Linked DNA regions of Oryctolagus cuniculus: region 1 is linked to region 2. A link is a contact called in public Micro-C data. All regions are on one chromosome and are shown on one strand. Each heading gives the region's core, a stretch centred on a gene start, on an enhancer-like site or on the middle of the called end of the contact. The rest is flanking DNA. Distances are from core to core; before and after follow the strand shown.

The links. Hi-C and Micro-C count contacts between places; a contact is called where the count stands out from the background.
Region 1: a Micro-C map of ear pinna shows a contact between it and region 2, with 2.9 times the contacts expected there. The contact joins the promoter of OLFML1 here to the enhancer-like site in region 2. A contact is called at or near these places in 3 of 6 Hi-C or Micro-C datasets (ear pinna, psoas muscle and an unstated tissue).

Annotation. Positions count from the first base shown.
Region 1 is chr1:58,985,743-58,989,170 of mOryCun1.1, reverse strand. OLFML1 (olfactomedin like 1) reads left to right here and starts at 1,414. Exons shown (of 3, transcript XM_051823924.2): 1 at 1,414-2,023. The coding sequence starts at 1,898.
Region 2 is chr1:58,785,431-58,788,863 of mOryCun1.1, reverse strand. PPFIBP2 (PPFIA binding protein 2) reads left to right here. Exons shown (of 26, transcript XM_070074030.1): 25 at 769-834; 26 at 1,966-2,424. The coding sequence ends at 2,037. Among named protein-coding and RNA genes, the nearest start is that of CYB5R2, 13 kb to the right of the region's middle. Within about 2 kb of position 2,048, at least 3 of the 8 cell types and tissues checked have an H3K27ac peak or open chromatin away from gene starts, as enhancers often do. A contact at or near this core is called in ear pinna, where this site is marked.

The DNA.
Region 1 (3,428 bases), core at 165-2,664, 200 kb before region 2:
TTGCCGCCTTTACTTGGGATGGCAAAGAATAAAACTCACCAACGAAGACCAGGTGTGGTCAATCAAAGAAAACCTGCCAGACTTTACCTATAAACCTGATGAATGCAGAGCAGGTGCTGTGGGGGTTGGCGATCACTGGTGACCAGAGACAAGGTACCTGTCAGGGCTGGAGAAACTTCCAAGCCCATCCCACAGATGCAGCCGTTGTCCCGGAAGCAGCCCTGCACTGTGACTGAAGCTTCTCGCTGTGTTCTTTCCCTCCCCACCCACACACAGGTAATTCTTTAACTTCATTAATGTAGAATGCATGTGTTATTTAAAAGCCAGAGTTGTGGGAGGTGGGGGGAGAAAGAGAGGTCTTCCATCCACTGGTTCACTCCCCAAATGGCTGCAATGGCCAGATCTGGGCCAATTTGAGCCAGGAGCCTGGAGCTTCTTCTGAGTCTCTCACAGGGGTACAGGGGCCCAAACACTTGGGCCATCTTCCGCTGCTTTCCCAGGCCACAGCAAAGAGCCAGATTGGAAGTAGAACAGGCAAGACTGGAACCTGCACCCATATGGGATGCTGGCACTGCAGGAGGCAGGTTTACCTGCTGTGCCACAGCGCCAGCCCCCAAATGCTTAGACCATATGAAAGAGAGGTGGAGAGAAACATCCACATTCAGAGGGGACAAGTGGGAAATTCTCAGTCTTTAGCACCTCTTTCAGAGACTGAATGCAAACCTGGCTCTTCTGAGTTCTGGTCAGAGCCTTCTCCATAGTCCATAGATGTCCCACAGTTCCCCATTTTGGTAGGTAATTGAGAAAGAACCATGGGGAAACCATTTCTCTGCTGTGCCTTTAAGAGCTGGGAACACTCAGGAAGGGAGAGGTCCGGAGAAGCAGAGAACTGGACAGCAAAGGCAAAAATGGAAGATTCTACCTCTTTGTCCTAGAGATATGATTTATCTCAATTGGCTTAGGGCCTTCCGTAGGGGTTGGACACATTTCTGGCCTGCAATTCTAAGAAAGGAATTCTGACCTTAGTGATTGAGAAAACTCTAGCACTTCCTTACAAAGGACTTTCATTTCCTGATAGCTTTGCTCTGGAAGCATTACTGTCTGAATAATTGTTGTTATTTCTTTTAAGAAAATTCTGAGCTCAACCCTGAGATTTTCAGCTGTCCACCTGGACAGTCAGGCTTGTAGCCCATTGTACCTTTCTGCCCAAGGAGCCATGCTGCCCCATGCAATAGCTTTTCAGAGATAGGGAAAGATCGGTATTCAATTCTTTGCTGTGCCTTTAAGAGCTGCAGGAATACAAAGGAAATCAGGAAGAGAGGTGGGGTCTCCCTCCCAGTGGAACTTCTGGGAAAAGTATCCTGGGAATTTTTGCCAAAAGTTACAAGAGATTCCAACTCCAAGAAGGAGGGGGTGGTTTGTCTTGGATCAGGCCTGTGATTGGACTGCAGAATCTACTAGGGAGGCTGGAAGCAGAAGTAAAAAGGCAGTAGCTGGGGGAGGGGAATAGGGGCTGGACGACCTCCCCACCTCCACCCCAATGTACACATCCACAGCCTCAGGGCTGAAAGCAGCCCACAGTCACTAGCCTGGGGAGGGTCCCTGCGTGTGTCAAGGGTGAGGGAAATAGATACTGGACCCAGGGAGCTCTCTGCACCAAGTTGGCCTGCAAGGCCTCCAGGGACCAATTTACCAACAGCTGGACTTGATCACCAGCTTGCAAACTGAGATCATGCATGGGGTGGAACAACAAGTGACCGTTGCTCTGCGGCTGTGCAAGAAGTTGTTTTCTGAGGATTTGCCACAGCAGCGGCTACAAAGCTGGAACCACCACCTGGACCCCGAGTCGTCTTCTAGAACCACAACGTAAGGGGTTTCACGCCCGGAAGTCTGTAGGATGATGGTCCTTCAGCGAGTTTCTGCCCTTCTGCTTCTGTTCCTTGCAGCATTTCTGCCTCCACCACAGTGTGCGCAGGACCCTGCCATGGTACATTACATCTACCAGCGCTTTCGAGTCTTGGAGGTAGGTGGCATCTGTGCACGCCTCCCAGAAGCCACTTTGTTTTACCCACACTTCCCTAGCTACTGGGATGCATGTTTCCCGGATAGGAAATGACAACCACGTTGCTAAGATTACGGCTTACAAATGTTCCTGGTCGAGCAGTTGAAGGCACCGGCTCCACAGTCCTGCCTCTTCCACTCCCAGACCTTGAGCTTAGCTTCACTCTAGACTCTCATCTGGCAGTTTTCTTCATCTGTAAAATAGGGATAAAAATGGAATTTGCCTTCTAAGGCTATCCTGAAGATTTAATAAATTAATGCATACTTAGAATTTTTGGGATGGTGGTAAATATCCAAAATGTTGGACATCCGAAATTCAATAGTTCGTTGAGTTAAATGTAAAAACTAAAAATTTGGGTCATTTTTTCTTCATGTTTACTGTATCAAGATAAGAATGAATTTTATCGTTATCTGTTTATGAAAAATCATAAGGTCACTGTAAACAGTCCCAATATCCATGTAACAGGAAGCAAAGTCTTTGCTGCTCTTGCCAATCTGGAGTTGGACTTAGAAATAAGCAGATTCCAGCAATGCTAATAGAGAGAAAGCATGTGGGCTGCCACCTCATTAAAACGTGCAAATTCTAAGATTGCAGCGTGGACAGGCTCCCAAGGAAAAATGTCATGCTCCATGCTAGACTTTGCCACACCCCAGCACTGGCATTAACTATTTCATACTTAATGCCTTGCTTTTGTACAAGTTAACTGATAAATTATGTATCTTCTTTTAAAGAAATTCTTATCTCCAATACTTATTTTCTATATTTTTTTAAAAAATCTTTAAGTCCAAATTATCTGGTTATCTAGTTTTAGAGCCAGGGTAAAATAAATCCATAAAATAGGCTGAAAACATTTCCCACCATTCTCCAGCCATACATACTGAGGATGAGATATATGTTCCCAGGCCAGTGGCCTCTTGCTGATGCTTTCCTTTTTTTAAGATTTATTTTTTTATTTATTTGAAAGGCAGAGTTACAGAGAGAGAGAGAGACAGAGACAGAGAGAGGGAGAGATCTGTGCCAGGCCACAGCCAGGAACCTGAAGCTTCTTCTGGGTCTCCCACATGGTGCAGGGACACAGGCACTTGGGCCATCTGCTGCTGCTTTCCCAGGCATATTAGCAGGGAGCTGGATAGGAAGTAGAGCAGCTGGGACTCAAACTGGCATCCATATGGGATACTGGCATCACAGGTGGCACTTTATCTGCTACACAGCGTCTTCCCTTGCTTACTCTCAGATACCTCCTCCCCAGTCTCACCTGCTTAAACCTGCCAGAATTACATACAACACTTAGCACTGACTTGCCCTGAATACAGCCAGCCAAATCCCTAACAATTGTCCTTCAATGCTAGTCTGCAGAACAGGGTGT
Region 2 (3,433 bases), core at 799-3,298:
CTCCTCAGGGCTGGTCCCTGGCCTGGCCACGGTAGTTGGAGAGCCAGCCGGGATGGGCTTTGTCCCTTACTTCTTTCCATGTCCTGGTGAGAGAGTCTGTGCATGTGCCTGTTTGCAAACCCTGCATGGAATTGTTTGGCCACGAGTTCTCTGCGCTGCCCTGAGCACGTCGTGTTTCTGTGGACCTCAATTTTCCCACCTCTAAAACAAGGGGTTATAGTTGGTCCTCGAAATCTACAGGGGATGCTTCCAAATCTCCAGTGTCTAAGTGCGTTTGGGGAAGAAGGAGCAGGCATACAGGAGGCGAGAGGCGCCCCCATGAGCAGCTTCCTGAGAATGCCCACCCATGCCAGTGTCTGGGCACCGGTGTCTGGAATCCTGTTGGTACCCAGGAACTGACAACCTGTTCAGCATCCTGAAAGCCTTCGTCCCCACTGCTCTTTGCTCCTGGAAATAGCTGGGACCCTGAATATTAGCAGAAGAGCTGCTTTTGACAGGCCTGGGCCCTGCCTCTCTGTATCAAGTGCTGGCGACAAGTGGAGCCCAAGGAGAGAGAGTGCATGCAGGATGCTGGGTGCCTTTCCCCAGGGACAGAAGCAGCATGTGCCCCACCCACCCGTTACTCGTCGGGGCCTGGCACCCTTCTTGCCCGTCCCTGTAGGTAAGCATGCCTTGGAGAAGCCAGGCCCCGGCAGGACTCAACTTGCATGCCATCTCTGAATCGCAAGCTGGCTCGATGGCGCTGACCAGCCTGTGCCCATTTTACAGATGGCACCTTCGGAAGGCACTGTGACGCAGATAGGGCTCCTCTCCCAAGACATTCACCGCCTTACGGTAGGACCGTCACCCTCTCCCTGCAGTAGGACTAGGGCGCACAGCTGTGGGCAGTGAGGTTGGTGTGGCGGTGCCACGGCATGGGGAGAGCACAGGATGGTGCTGGGCGCTGGGATCAGAGCCTGCGCCTGAGCCAGTCCTGAGGCAGAAAGCAGCCCAGCGGCCCTCTGTGCTGGCCTGGTACTGGGCTGGAGCAGAAGCCGGCTAAGCGTGCCGCGTCTCGGGTCCTCGCCACAGTCTCAGAGCTTTGAGGAAACCCAGGTGCTCGGAAGCTCTGGATCACTGGCCAGTCAGCCCAAAGCCAGGCCTGCACTCTGGCCTAGCGGTTACTGCCCAGCCCCCTTCCCATGAGACGCGCCTTTCCTCTCATGTCACTGGCTTCATGGAGATCACAGGCATGTGGGTGCATCCTGGTGTGGTCGGGAGTGCAGACCATGCCAGGGGCGCAGCTTGGGCTCGGAGGAAGAGCAGTAGGTTAGAGGGAAGCAGACCTGGTTCAAGCCCCTGCTCTGATTTTCAGTAGCTCTGGGACCTTGCCTGTGTGTGTCTCGCTCCCTCTTTCTGAGCCGTGGCATAGTTTCCCATAAAGCAGGCAAATAATATCCTCCTGGTAGTGCTTATAGGCAGACCCAGGCTGGCAGTGATGTGTGTTTGAGGCCCCCTAACTTCCCAGGGCCCTTTTATCCCTGGAGGTCCCATCACTGAGCCCATCGGCTGCATCATCTGGTCTGTACATATGGAAGCCCCATCTCCACTCTTTGCTGGCTGCTGTGCTAAGGAACATTGAGCCTATATCAAAGCCAGCACACGAGTGGCCCTGAACCCAAGCAAGATCATTTGTATTCAATTTATTTCTGGCTCACACACTGAAATGAATCTGTCTACCTTGTGCCCTTAGAGTCTTTAACAGGTCTTTGGTGACCTTGAAATAGCAACTTTACCTCTAAGACAAGCTGTTTATCTTGATAGTAGTATCTATTCTGACCTAATACCAGGGTCCCTGAGACGCCATGACCTGACAGTTACCACTGTCAGAGACCACACCCAGTGCCCTCTGCTTCCCAATGGCTGCCCCCTGAACAGCCGTGACCAAAACCCTGTTAAACTGCACCTTTGGCTGTGTCCTTTCAGACCCTGCTGAGCCAGGACCAGCTGCTGAACGACTCTCGCCTGGCTGCTCCAGACTCTGATGAGTGGAGATGACGTTCCTCGTGGCCGAGAGCCCAGAGAGGCACGTGCAGGGCCCCGCGTCTTGGCTTCAGTGGGAGCTGGCGCGCGGCCACCCGTAGAGCCTGGAAGTTGCAGGCTGGGCCTCTCAGACGGGGTGTCCACAGGAGTGAAGCAGAGCTGTGGACAGGTGTCCAGGAGGTGCCCCCGTGCCCCTGTGTGTTTTCAGTTGTGCTGTGCCCCTCACTGCAGCTTTTATACCTTTTGTACTTTTCTATGTGGACCACAGCGCACTTCTGAAGGGAGAGCAGTGAGCTGTCAACACAGACTCAATGGCTTCTTCTGTTCCCAGGGACAGCCGGGAGGCCCTCACACCAAAGGGGAGGAAGTGTGAGTTCATAAAGCCTCTGCCGGAAACAGGCATTCTGATGTCCTGCAGTGACTGCTGGGTGAAATAACGGGGAGCTTCGGGGCTGCTTCCCACGGGGGTGTGTTTGCACACAGAGCTCTGGCCATGTCGGGGTATTCAGGGTGAGAGCAGGCCAAAGCACTGTGATTCCTTTCCTGCCGCCCTGGCTGCTCTCCAGCTACCCGCATCTGCAGTGTGTGTGTGTGTGCATCCCCAATGCACACGTGCACACAGCTGGCACACACAGCACACCCAGTTTCCCAGGCCTTCCCTCAGCAGCTGCAGGTGTAATGTCTGGTTAAACAGCTCCCCCTAGTGGGAGGCCCTTGGTGATCCCAAATGCAACACATTTCCATAGCAATTCAGCGTCTTCCCAAACAAGCCTGTTGCTTCTCCAGAATCCCATACCGGAGAGGCACAACCGAGTCCCCAGAGAGTTCCCTCCCCTGCCTCTCCCCCCACCCTCTAGGTCCGGTGTCCTCTCTCACTGGATCACTGCAGCTGGTCTCCGTGCCCCCCAACCCCACATTGGTCAGCGCTGTTCTCACCAGGGGGACCTCCCCGCAGCACTGCTGGATACCGGTTGTCTTTCTGCTCAGAACTCCTCAGTTACAGGATCACCAGAGATAGAGTCCGAGGCCCTTGACCATCTGCAGCCTCGATGAACCCACGGTCTAGTCTTGGCTCCCTCTGGCCGTTCCTCAAGCCCTACCCTCGCTGTGGAATGCGTTTTTCCTCCTGGTCCCCTCCGTGAGGCCAGGCCCTGTATAGATTCTCTTTCGGGAGGCCTGCATGCATGTTCTAGTTGAAGGTCGACTGTGTCACAGTGCTGCGTCTGCCCTTGAGCCTGTGCACATCACAGGTCACCTTGAAGTGAGGCATGGTCATTCCATGTCCACCCTCAGCACCAACTCGCTGAGTCCCCGCTGTGGGCTGGCCCAGTCCTGGTCCTCAACCTGCTCAGGAGGTCCATGCTCCTAGGGCCCCACCCACTCCTTCCCAGGTGTGCTAAGTACCTTCCAC